Regions from separate parts of the Mus musculus genome. Here region 1 is linked to region 2. A link is a contact called in public promoter capture Hi-C data. All regions are on one chromosome and are shown on one strand. Each heading gives the region's core, a stretch centred on a gene start, on an enhancer-like site or on the middle of the called end of the contact. The rest is flanking DNA. Distances are from core to core; before and after follow the strand shown. Region 1 holds the start of Nabp1 (nucleic acid binding protein 1). Region 2 holds the start of Wdr75 (WD repeat domain 75).

The links. Promoter capture Hi-C pulls out the DNA fragments that hold promoters and counts their contacts.
Region 1: a promoter capture Hi-C map of pre-B cells shows a contact between it and region 2. The contact joins the promoter of Nabp1 here to the promoter of Wdr75 in region 2. A contact is called at or near these places in 2 of 39 promoter capture datasets (the HPC-7 cell line and pre-B cells) and 1 of 484 Hi-C or Micro-C datasets (pre-B cells).

The regions. Positions count from the first base shown.
Region 1 is chr1:51,475,199-51,481,591 of GRCm38.p6, forward strand. Nabp1 (nucleic acid binding protein 1) reads right to left here and starts at 3,201. Exons shown (of 6, transcript NM_028696.3): 1 at 2,627-3,201; 2 at 2,280-2,418. The coding sequence starts at 2,717.
Region 2 is chr1:45,791,083-45,797,638 of GRCm38.p6, forward strand. Wdr75 (WD repeat domain 75) reads left to right here and starts at 4,084. Exons shown (of 21, transcript NM_028599.3): 1 at 4,084-4,522. The coding sequence starts at 4,440.

The sequences.
Region 1 (6,393 bases), core at 1,951-4,450, 5.7 Mb after region 2:
CTGCTAGAGATGGATCTCAGGCCTTGAACATACTAGGCAAGCACTCTGTCACTAAGTTATATTCCTAGAACTTGATTTTAAACCTGATTTTTAGGCATCTCCCTAAACTGCCCAGGTTGGTTGCTCTGTAGCCAAGTAGCCCCCAACCTTGCCATCTTCCTGTCTCAGCCTCAGGAGGAACTGGAATGCATAGTTTGATAAAATCTTGACCAGGCATGGTAACACACATTTTGAATCCCAGAACTGAGAAAACTGAAACATGAAATCAAATTTGAGCTTATGTACAAGGAGAATGAGTGGAAAGAAGTAGTGTTCTGGTAAAGTACATATTTATTGTTATTTCTAGATGATTAATGACTTTATCAGCAGTTAACAAAAGATGGGTTTTTTTTTAGTGAAGAATTGGTTTGATTGGTTAACTAAAGTTCACCTTAAAATTACTTTAAAACAGACTATTTCAACAGAAGAAATATCTGTAAGGGGCTCAACAGTTAAGAATACCGAACTGCTCTTTCAGAGGTCCTGAGTTCAATTCCCAGCACCACATGGTGGCTCACGACCATCTGAATTGGGATTCGATGCCATCATCTGGTATGTCTGAAGACAGCTACAGTGTGCTCACATATATAAAATAAACTTTAAAAACTTTAAAGAAAAAAAAAAACATCTGTAAAATTCTCTCCATTACAGTTAGAAGAACGTACATGTTTTCTACTCTCTGAAGACTGGCATGGGTATTAACACCTGTGTGAAGCTTGGTTAAGGAGGAGAGGAGCCTAGGAAGGGGACAAAAGACACACTCAAAGAAATAGAATTCAAAGTGTATTCTAAGGAGGAGCTTCTAATAGTAAAAATTCAGTATTTGTATTGCCTTTCAGCCACAAGGTACATAAAGCCAACACACCAGCATTGTCTGTGTTACTGACATGGCCAAGGATGATATAACAGTACTATGTCTACTTCTGCAGACAGCAGTTCTCAAGCTCCTCAAAGTTTGGCACTTTCTAAAGCAGCTATAAAAAAGATAGACCACTAATCTTCTTGCCCTGCTGGTTTCCCCAAATTTTGCAACTTTTAATATCAACAGAATGAAACCAATTGTTTAGTGTGAGCAATTTTAAATGTGAATGACATCATTAAATCTAGATTAGCAGAATCAGACCAAAGTCTGGCTTTTTCAATGTTTCTTTGTACAACTACCAAGGTGGGTAACTTCATTAAAACATATATTATGATTAGTATTAGTATTGTAGTTCTCCCCATAACCTCCAAAAGAAGTGATTTTTGGGGGGGAAAAGACATGGACGTTAAAAAGATGTAATTTAGTGTCACAATGACTCAATGTCTGAGAATAAGATGCCTAAATTCTGACTCTCACTTCCTGCTTTGATGATACCTTACCTCACTTCCTGAAAATGTTGTAAGGCCTGTGAGATAGGATCAAAGAACTCCTGCCCAAAGACTCAATACTTCTACCATTCTCTTAGCTCAGCAGCAATTGTCAACTATTTTTCTGATGGCTACCAATAAAATTATTACAATTCTCCCAATCACAGAAGCTTCCATATTCTACTTTTAAGATTCTTTCCTGAACTTTTCTTAAGGCCAACATTTGGTAAGATTTTCAAGTCTATGAAAAAAAGTATTCCAACTCCATAACCAACTAAATACTCTGAATGAATCAAAGATTAACTTCTGCCACTGTGTATTATTTTGGGTTTTGTGAAACTCTGATCTTACAGATGAAATCATTTTCAAGAATGAGTATTCCAGATATTCATTCATGTCCATATCACAACGATGAGTATTGAGTACAAAAAAAGGTACCAAAAAAGGAAAGGGGTGGAAGACATTATACTTCATACACGAACTGATTAAAAAGGAAATGTGTCCAACTGGTGTGGCACACAGAACTGATTTCCAGGTATATCTCTGTGAGTTCGAGGACAGACTAGTCTATAGAATTGTTCCAGGACAACCAGGGCTACACAGAAAAACCCAGTCTCCAAGAAAGGGTGGAAAGGGTAATGTGATCTTTTATCAGCCTCACTGATAAATGCTCACTGACTTCCACACGGTATTCTCAAAAATAAAATTAACCTTTAAAATTGGAGGGGAGTTAAATCCCTACCTAAAACAAATTAGCTGTGAAGGTGAGCTGCTCCCAGTGAGGTCCACTAAAACAGCTCCCTTCTTGAAGTGGCCCATGGAAGAGCCAAACAACTTCAGAACCCCGAAGTCGGCCAAACCCACACCTACCCCAATTTATGCACACCTACCCTCTGGTCAACCGAATAATATCCCCTGTCTGTATGAGCCCTCCGATCTCATCCCACACAGAAATAGTGATGCTTCCCGTTCTATCAGCTACTTTGCAGGATCTCACTTCATGGCCGTCTTTGGTTTTGGTCACTCGTCCTGTGAAGATTTAAAAATCAAAAAGGGGAGAAGGAAAGGTGTGTTAGATAAGGAGTTCATTCGAGGGAGCTCTTTCACCCTCCTCTGGCTCGCTACGTGACTGACTTCTGTCCCCGGGTAGGATTCTGGGCCAGGAGCACGTGGGGTCGCGGGCGGGGAAGAGGTCCGAGCTCTCGAGGGTGTGGGGCGGGCTGCGGACCTCACTTACCTATCTCCAGGACAATAAAGACGACATTTAAGTTTTTCAGTCCGGCCTTAATGTCTTTTATAAAAAGTGGAGGGTCGTTGACCCCGTGCATACTGAGGCAGGTGCGGCTACGCTTCAGAGACCCACTAGGCAAGGCTTCCCACCCTCGGGGAGGGGCAGGGGCAGAGCCGGGGAGCAACCTGGGGCAAGATTGGCGACCGGGGTCAGGAAGCGGTAATTCAGGGGCCGGGTAAACCAGCCCTAGAGGCACGGAGCCAAAAGAAAATAAAAATGGAAAAGGGAGGGGAAAAAGACTCTCACAAGTTCAAAAAAAACAAAAAACCAAAAAACAAAACCGAAGACGCACTCCGCACCCTGAGCCCGCTCCCAAGTGGGCGGCGAGCAAACCAGCGTGCGCACTGCCGCCTCCGCTAAGGGAAAAGGGATCAGGAGACGGCCCTGCCCGAGTCCCGCTGTCCCTCACACAACACACGCACACGCGCGCGCCCCCTCCGTCCCAGGCTCAGGGAAGGTACGTGACAGCAAAACGGCAAGGCTGTTCACCAACCGCGCAGCCCGCGTCCCAAGCAGCAACTGGCGAACGCTCCCTCAGGCCGGCTTTATTAAGCCGCGCCCCGCCCCTTGTGGCGTCACGCGACGTCACCACGCCCACTAGCACGCCTCTGGGGCGGAACACAGCGCCACTGAGCTCGCAGCTTCCCTGGATCCTCCCCTACTGTCAGCACAAGCACCGCCTCCCGGCCGACCAATGGTCTCTCGGCCACACCCTCCTCCCGCTGGTCGCTCCACGTCTTCCGGGTTTCTGTAGGGCTGGGTCTTTTGGTGCTCCGAGGGAGACCTGGCTTCTTCTAATTCCTCAGGATCCTTCAGTAAGGCCACCTTTGCCCTTCAGTCCCGCGATCACGTGGAACTCAGATGTTCCGAACCCCGTGGTTAGAGCAAGTATGCAGTTGAGAAGGAACGGAGAGAGTGATCGAGCAGGATCAAGGAGAGAGAAAAAAGGGCGAACTAAAGGTGTCCGAGGCTTCCAAGAGAGTGGTTCCCAGTCGCAGGCAACTTGGCGATCAACCTTCGTACTTTAGAGGTGTTTAAATTGGGATCCAGAAACACGAGGTGGTCTTTTTAAAAGTAACTTGTAAATAAACCTCTTTTCATGCTGATAATAGCCATACATAGTTAAGTTCCACAGATATTTCATTTTTTCCTTAACCCTTTTCTTTAAATTGCACTTGGCTTTTATATAACTAAGATGAGTTAACCATACACTGGTGAAGGGGAACCTTAAAACAAAACCTGAAAGGGAGGGTTGTGCTTTGCCACCAAACAAGCTGGAGGCTAATTGTGTGACCTTGAAATTAGTTGGTTAAGCTTCCTAGCCAGAATTTAACAATCTGAACAATAAAACTAGGATCCTTGCCTCATAGAGGATAAAATGGGGTCATAAATAAATTGCCCAAGTACAGTCGCAAATAGATCTGTGATCAGTATTTCTTTTCATCAATTTTCTATTGAAAATAATTACCTGTTATTTAATCTCATGGTGAGTGATAATTTTAACCCCCGTTTACAAGTAATAAAACTCACTAGAGAATAACCAAACTGGATTTCAATTTAGGCAATCTTGACCCTAGGAGGCTTCAACCAGAAGTATTTTATGTTTAAGTAGTATGATTGTAACCCTCCAAAACAGATTGAAGAAATGGGAACAGCAGAGTATATTCTAGCATGTTAGAGAATCATATAAGCAAATACTGTGGAAAATAGAAAATGTATATATCAAAAACACACTTCTTTTTCTTTTTAAGGATAATACCGAGAAACAGCATAGAGAAAAGTTTAAGAATAAATAACAAGCCATGTTAAGAACATTGAGCAGCCTAGAGGTGAAGCACACCTTTAATCCCACCATTCAGGAATCTCAGGCAATCTGTGAGTTCAAGGTCAGCCTGAGCTACACAGAAACCTTGCCTTGAAAAACAAACAATATAATAGAGCAAAGTTGTGGCCAGGGATCTGGGTGGGGTGGGGTGGGGTGGGGGACCTAGCCACTCCCTGAATTCTCAACCATTTGCCCTCATAAAAAGGACTAAGAGGGATGCTCAGAATTATTTATATACACATTCCTTAAAGAGGTCCCAAACACTAAGAGACCAGGCCCTGTAGGGGTGTGCCCTAGGTGGGTTCTCGGGGCTGACCAACACTGAGAGGAGAGGTAGACAGACTCATGCACCCTATCCCCAAACCAGAAGACATCTCCAACTGATTAACGGCTCACAAATGAATATTAGTTCTAACAGTTTCACCTGGGCTACAAAAACAACTCAGTGACATTTTGGGAGGTTCTTTGTCTCCTAACGTCTCGTTGGGACTGTTTTGACTGGTCCTTACTGATTGTATATTATGGTTTCTGGTTTTGTACTATTTCTGTGTGTTTGAAAGAGTGTCACAGTGTCCATCTGATTCTTGTGCTTTTTTTTCCTTATGTTTTGTTTGTTTTATTATAATTTTTTAGATTCCTGTTTATTTTCTAACTGAGAAAGTGAATTTAGATGGGAAGGGAGGATCTGGGAGGAGTTGGGATATAATCAGAATATATGGTATGAAAAAAAAAAAACTATGTTCAATAGAACACACTTGCATGCCAAGAGAGGGAGGAGAGAGAGAGAGAGAGAGAGAGAGAGAGAGAGAAGAGAAGAGAAGAGAAGAGAGAAGCAGGCACTCTAAAAAGCAGAAGCTACTGCACAGGGCTGTCCCTCTGTCCCTGCCCTTCCTGGCCCTCCCTCCACCCAAGACAGACTCAGCTGATCCTCTCACTTCCTCCCCTAGCACAGAGCTCCCACAATAAAAATGGCACCACTTTCTCACAAACCCACAGGCAGCCTTGAGAAACTGCAACAAGAACACACAGTTCAATGGAGAGCATAGGTTTCAGCAACTCCTAAGTCACTTCTCAAAGATTATAGTTGATTAAGGATAAAATCAACTATGGGTGTGATGGTCCAAGCTCTTAAGGCAGCACTAGAGGCAAAGGCAGATCAATTGCTAAATGGTCTACACAGTGAGTTCCAGCCCAGCCAAGGCTACAAAAGGGAACCATCTCACAGAAAAAAATAAATAAATATATATATTAGACTTTTGCTGAGGCTGGAGAGATGGTTCATGGTTAAAAACATTGGCTGCTCTCCCCGAGCAGGCCCTGGGTTTGATTCCCAGCATACACAGGCAGGCAATACATATTTGTGGTACATAAACATACATGCTGACAAAATACCAGTACTCATAAAAATTAAAAATAAAAAGATAAAAACTTGCTATACTCATGTAACCATTCCCTAGAGTATATGCTGGCATGCATTAAGCATCTACTACATATCTGGCTCTGAACACTCCTCACAATTAGATTCAGTAGCTCTCTCAATGATACATGTTTCGTGACACCCCCCCCCCCAAAAAATCTGAGCTTTAAACCCTTATGCTTATAAAACTTTTTCTTTAAAAGAATATAAAATGTGTAAATCACTAGTTATCTAAATTTGTAATTGACTTTTTTGAAGGATTTGTAATTCAGAATAATCCCCAATGCCTGCTTGGGGCTGGAGGTCAGTGAAATATTCTAGAGGATAATGAAATTTTAGTTCCTCTTGGAAAGAAACTCATTGTTAAGTAGATTAATTCAAAGCATATTACTCTGTAATAATGAGGTAGGCAGCTTTGGCGTCTATGTTCTGAAACAGTTTTGGCTTTTATGTTCTATGTTCTATGTTTTC
Region 2 (6,556 bases), core at 2,834-5,333:
TGCTGGCGTGGATGTGGAGAAAGAGGAACACTCCTCCATTGTTGGTGGGATTGCAAGCTTGTACAACCACTCTGGAAATCAGTCTGGCGGTTCCTCAGAAAATTGGACATAGTACTACCGGAAGATCCAGCAATACCTCTCCTGGGCATATATCCAGAAGATGCCCCAACTGGTAAGAAGGACACATGCTCCACTATGTTCATAGCAGCCTTATTTATAACAGCCAGAAGCTGGAAAGAACCCAGATGCCCCTCAACAGAGGAATGGATACAGAAAATGTGGTACATCTACACAATGGAGTACTACTCAGCTATTAAAAAGAATGAATTTATGAAATTCCTAGGCAAATGGATGGACCTGGAGGGCATCATCCTGAGTGAGGTAACACAATCACAAAGGAACTCACACAATATGTACTCACTGATAAGTGGATATTAGCCCAAAACCTAGGATACCCAAGATATAAGATACAATTTGCTAAACACATGAAACTCAAGAAGAATGAAGACTGAAGTGTGGACACTATGCCCTTCCTTAGAATTGGGAACAAAACACCCATGGAAGGAGTTACAGAGACAAAGTTTGGAGCTGAGATGAAAGGATGGATCATGTAGAGACTGCCATATCCAGGGAATCACCCCATAATCAGCTTCCAAACGCTGACACCATTGCATACACTAGCAAGATTTTATCGAAAGGACCCAGATGTAGCTGTCTCTTGTGAGACTATGCTGGGGCCTAGCAAACACAGAAGTTGATTCTCACAGTCAGCTAATGGATGGATCACAGGGCTCCCAATGGAGGAGCTAGAGAAAGTACCCAAGGAGCTAAAGGGATCTGCAACCCTATAGGTGGATCAACATTATGAACTAACCAGTACCCCGGAGCTCTTGACTCTAGCTGCATATGTATCAAAAGATGGCCTAGCCGGCCATCACTGGAAAGAGAGGCCTATTGGACTCGCAAACTGTATATGCCCAGTACAGGGGAACGCCAGGGCCAAAAACAAAAAAAAAAAAAAAAAAAAAAATGGGAATGAGTGGGTAGGGAAGTGGGGGGGGGGGTATTGGGGACTTTTGGGATAGCATTGGAAATGTAATTGAAGAAAATATGTAATAAAAATAAATAAATAAATAAAAGCCCTATAACATTTAACTATTGTAATATGAATGTTATGAGTTAGATGCTCTCTTATAAAATATTTATTTTGTTATAATTTATACATTTTATTCATCACTGTGAAAGCTGATTTGTTTTCGTTTGTTTGTTTGTTTTTTGAGACAGGATTTCTCTGTAGCCCTGGCTGTCCTGGAACTCACTTTGTAGACCAGGCTGGCCTCGAACTCAGAAATCTGCCTGCCTCTGCCTCCCAAGTGCTGGGATTAAAGGCGTGAGCCACCATGCCCAGTTAACACAGAGAATAAACTAAATAAAAGAAGATGAAAACTGGGGGATTCTCTTCTGTCACCTAAAACAAAACTGACAAGTAATTATAAAAACACATGGCCATAAGGTCTAGAATTGAAAATACATACTTGCGACTGCTACTATACTACACAGATGATACTTAAACATGTTGTAATAATGACAGTTAGAATTATCCTCATATTAGCTTTTCTGAAAATATATCTTACAGAGAAGAAGGGCGGGTCTCTTAATCTGTGACTGGTACTATGAAGCACCCCAGTTCCTTGAAGATTCTGTAGGTTGGCCTCTTTGGGTTGATTTTCTTTTGAAGTAACTGCTCCCATTATTAAGTCTGAAATAGCATCATTCATAATAGAGTGTACCCAACACACTACTCACACCTTTATATTTTGTATCAACTTCCCAACCGTGCTATGCTAGGTGTCTTCTAGAAAGACAGACATTTATTGAAATGTTTCCCCACTTGTATCTAGCACTAGCATATACATCACAGAGTTACTTTAATATGTTCGTCTTTAGTTAAAGGCTATTCCTGGCTGTCAACTTGACTATATCTGGAATGAACTACAAACCAGAATTGGAAGGCTCATCTGTGATCCTGATCTTGAGGCTGGGAGATACAAGTTTCTGACGTGGATCTTGGCATGGAAAATCTTAAGGCATAGTGGCTGTGGAAAAACTTTGCCCCAGGCAAGGTAGTACAGGCCTTTAATCCCAGGAGACTGAGGCAAGGAAATCTGTGAGTTCAAGGTCAGCATGCGACAAAGCAAGTTGCAGATCCAGGTGTGGTGGTACACACCTTTAATCTGGGTCACACCTTCTGCTGGAGACCTACATAAGGACATTGGAAGAAGGAAAATTCTCTCTTCTTCCCCTGTGTGCCTTGTGGAACTGAGCAACTGATAGATTCTTGGACTTTCATTCACTGCTGCTGCTGACCATTGTTGGGGAGTTGGACTACAGACTATAAGTCATCAACAAATTCCCTTACTATATAGAGACTACCCATAAGTTCTGTGACTCTAGAGAACCCTGACTAATACAATGACAAAACAGAAAAATCAAAGTATAAGAAGACATTACTCAACCAGTGCACTAGCACCAACAGTGTTCCTGTTCTATGCAAAGGAGGATGAAGAGAAGGATGAAGAGGAAGAGGAAGAGGAGGAGGAGGAGGAGGAAATGATAAATATTAAGCTGTCAAGAGAAAATTTGGTTCCTAAATGTTCATGCAAAAAGAAATAAAAACACAAATTATAATTTTATTGGAAATGTTAGTAGATTAAATTTTTGCATGGAAAGAATCCTTTCACGAGTTTAGTAGTCCAACTAGCCTTTGTCCAATCAGAAAGCCTCATTCTTTCTTAATTTAAACGAAGTTCACCAAACAGTAAAACAACTGAAGTAAAAACTAGTTTGATCATTTATTTTCTTCATTGTCTCAGAATATAATAAGCATATATCCGATCTCAAAGTTTCCAAGTTTAAAGGATGTATTACTTAGACATCAAGAGTCTAGGGTGGGATGGGGGGTTAAGCTCACTATGTTCTTCCACTATGAAAAAGCATACCATAATTATGAAAAAGAAACTCTTTAAATTTGAGATAAAAACAGAATCAGTATCTTCCTGTCTAGCTCTGTCTCCCCAAACTATGAACCCAACAAAAACTAATCGTCTCTCTCTCTCTCTCTCTCTCTCTCTCTCTCTCTCTCTCTCTCTCTCTCTCTCTCCTGCCTAAAGATCTATAGATGTTTTGACCCTTAGGATTATATTTTTCCTGCTATGAATCAGCATAAAGTTATGGTGAATTTCAAATGTATCAAGAATCTGCTCCTGTTAGGGTTAAGATATCAGATGCCCTTCCTTAGGGGTCGTTAAGAGCCAGCACAATGGAAAATATTGACAAACGAACGGTTCAACACAGATATGCAGCAACCTCGAATACAAAACACAAAGTGTTAAGAATCAACATCCTCAGAAGTGGATGCTCACAGTCAGCTACTGGATGGATCACAGGGCCCCCAATGGAGGAGCTAGAGAAAGTAACCAAGGAGCTAAAGGGATCTGCAACCCTATAGGTGGAACAACAATATGAACTAACCAGTACCTCCCGGAGCTCTAGCTGCATATGTATCAGAAGATGGCCTAGTCGGCCATCAGTGGAAAGAGAGGCCCATTGGACACGCAAACTTTATCTGCCTCAGTACAGGGGAACGGCAGGGCCAAGAAGTGGGAGTGGGAGGGTGGGGGAGTGGGTGGGGGAGCGTGTGGGGGACTTTTGGGATAGCATTGGAAATGTAACTGAAATAAATACCTAAAAAAAAAAAAAAAAAAGAATCAACATCCTCAGAAGTCAGGGCTTCTGAACAACAGGAACTGAACAACTGGAGCAAACCGGACATCACTGCAGGAGCCCTGACACCAAGGTGTACTTTTATTCTGGAGTCGAAACTGCATTGGCAAGTGTGGCGTAGATGCTACAGGAACTTAGCGATGCTCATAGAACCGCCATAAAGAGCTAAAGCGCCCCACTTCAGTTACCATTGCAAGAAGACGCTCTTTGAACCCCGCCCCCTCCCAAAAAAAGGCAACGGAGGGGGGTGGGATAGGAGTAGGGTGACTGCGTCATCTTGCTGTCGCTCAATCACAGTGACAGAAAAGGCAACGGCTTCAGTAGGAGAAAGGATGTTCACTTCCGCTTCTGGCGGAACCTTTAGAGTCCGGTAAAAGAGGCCGAAGAGAAAACTCTCTTCTGTATCGAATAGCTGTAGCGGCATCTGGTATGATTTAACTTTGTGCGTGGCTGTTGGGCTTTACTCCTTCTACAAGGGTTTTAATTTGACCCTGCCCAAACTAAAGATGGCGGCGTAGGCGTGGAGCCGACCATAGAGTCTCCAGGCTAGAGAGGCCCAGGCGGGCCGCGGGCGGAAGAGTAGGGCCAGGCCAGTCGGCCTATGAAGGAAGTTCGTAATCCGGCCGGTGCTCGGTGCTTCCTGCGCCTGCGTGAAGATGGTAGAAGAGGGAGTCCGCGTGGTTCGCTGCGGCGGCAGCCGGCTGAACTTCAGGAGGGCCGTGTTCTCCGTGGATTCCAAGTATGCAGTAGGCTGCGGGTCAACAGGGCTCCGGGCACCGCGGGCCGGGGAGGGGAGTGCCCGGCGCGGCGCGGCCCACGGTCGGACTGCGAGGCTGGAGTCCGCGGCGCCGCGCAGCGCATGGACCGACCCGGAGCTCCCCGGAGCCGCCCGGCTTTGCTGCTGTGTCTGTGTGCCTTGCACCCAGGACTCCACCTGCGGGAAGGTTGGCGGTTACAGGGGCAGGTCAGGTGTCTACAAGGGACTAGGAGCCGCTCGGTTGGAAAATGGTCACTCTCTCCGTATGTGCACCGGTCTGACCATGCAGACTAATGTTCACGTGTGGAACGTTTTGGACTTCAAAATCATTAATGATTCAGCCTTTTTCCCGCAGAAAAACATCATAATTACCAGGCTCCTTTTTTCCTTTTTTTTTTTTTTGAGTTTTACATAAAAACAGATGTTAGATCTGTAGGAGAAAGTGTCTATATGCACACAACTTTTACAATAGTGGCTTTCAGTTCGCTGCTTGTCAGCTGGCATTGTTGCTGCCACGTTGTATCATCTAGAAGAGGTGTGTAGTAGGGCTAGTTTTTCAGAGCACTCTGAATGTAGAGATACTTAGGCTCAGTTGTTTGAATGCTTGATCCCCAAGAGGAGCAATTATTCCTGAAGGATTAGGAAGCAGACCCTCCTTGGAGGAGGTGTGCCAATGGGGCAGGCTTGAAAGGTTCAAAAGCCTAATCCATTATCAGCTCTCTGCACAGGGATGTCTCCTGTACTGCTCCAGCTCTCTCTCTCTTTCTCTCTCTCTCTCTCTCTCTCTCCCTCTCTCTCTCTCTCTCTCTCTCTCTCTCTCTCTCACACACACACACACACACACACACACACACCCATCATGGGCTCCACTGTGATGGTCATGGATTCTACCCTCTGCAACTGTGAACTGCAAATAGTAAATACCCCTATTTTAGAAAGGTATTTATAGTATTTGTGGAAGGTGTACTCTCCCGCAATACCCTGCCAGTATACTTACCAGTATACGGGGTTTTGTTGACATTGTTTTATGAATTAAAGGGATAAAATGGACATAGCGGAGTTGTCACAGTTCTGCCCCTTCAAATTCATCCTTATACTCATTTTTACCCTGCATTGAACATTGCCTCACCTTGTCTGTTAAATGAGGTGTTTGGTCCATATCATTTTCCAAGTCTGATAGGATTTTTTTTTAAAGCTTTGGTCAATGGTTTGATCTTTAACTAGCTGAGCTGACAAAATCAAAACAAGAAATTTGACTGTGTAGTGAGGAATAGAGAAGTCAGTGTAGATGTTTGAAAGCCTAGGTGCTTTTAAGACTTTGTTACGTCATAGTGAGAAAGATGAAAATTGCAGAGGGCTACTATCTGTTGTTATATGCTTTTCTATTGCCATTAGAAAATACTGGGACCAAAGGAACTTATAAAACAAAATGTTTAATTTGAGGTTCACAATTGCAGAGGTTAGAATCCATGATCATCGCAGTGGAGAGCATGATTGGGGCCTGGGGGGGGTGGGGTGGGGGGAGGTGTGGCAGGCATGATGCTGGAGCAGTACAGGAGACATCCCTGTGTAGACAGCTGAAAATGGATTAGGCTTTTGAAGCCTTCAGGCCTGCCCCCAGTGGCACAACTCTTCCAACGAGGGTCTGCCTCTAATCCTTCAGGAATGATTGCTCCACTTGGGGCCAAAACCTTCAGACTTCTGAGCCTGTGGGGACCATTCCATTTTCCTTTAAACACCCACATTAGGCTAAGCCGAGAAGGTTGTCTATTGGTTGTTCTATGAATGGCCTCCCTTATAGGTACACAGTAGTATCCAAAAGGGTAGGTTGACTTGCTTTGTTTTTGTTTTCACTTAATGTTGTGACGATTGGACCTTGCACATACCAGACAAGCACTCTACCACTGAGACCTGCTTCCCAGCACCTGTTCCACCCTTTGTGGGCACCCACTCTTTTGTTTATTTTCATTGGGGAGGGGTCTCACTGAGTTGCTCAGGTTGGTTTTAAACTTGCTA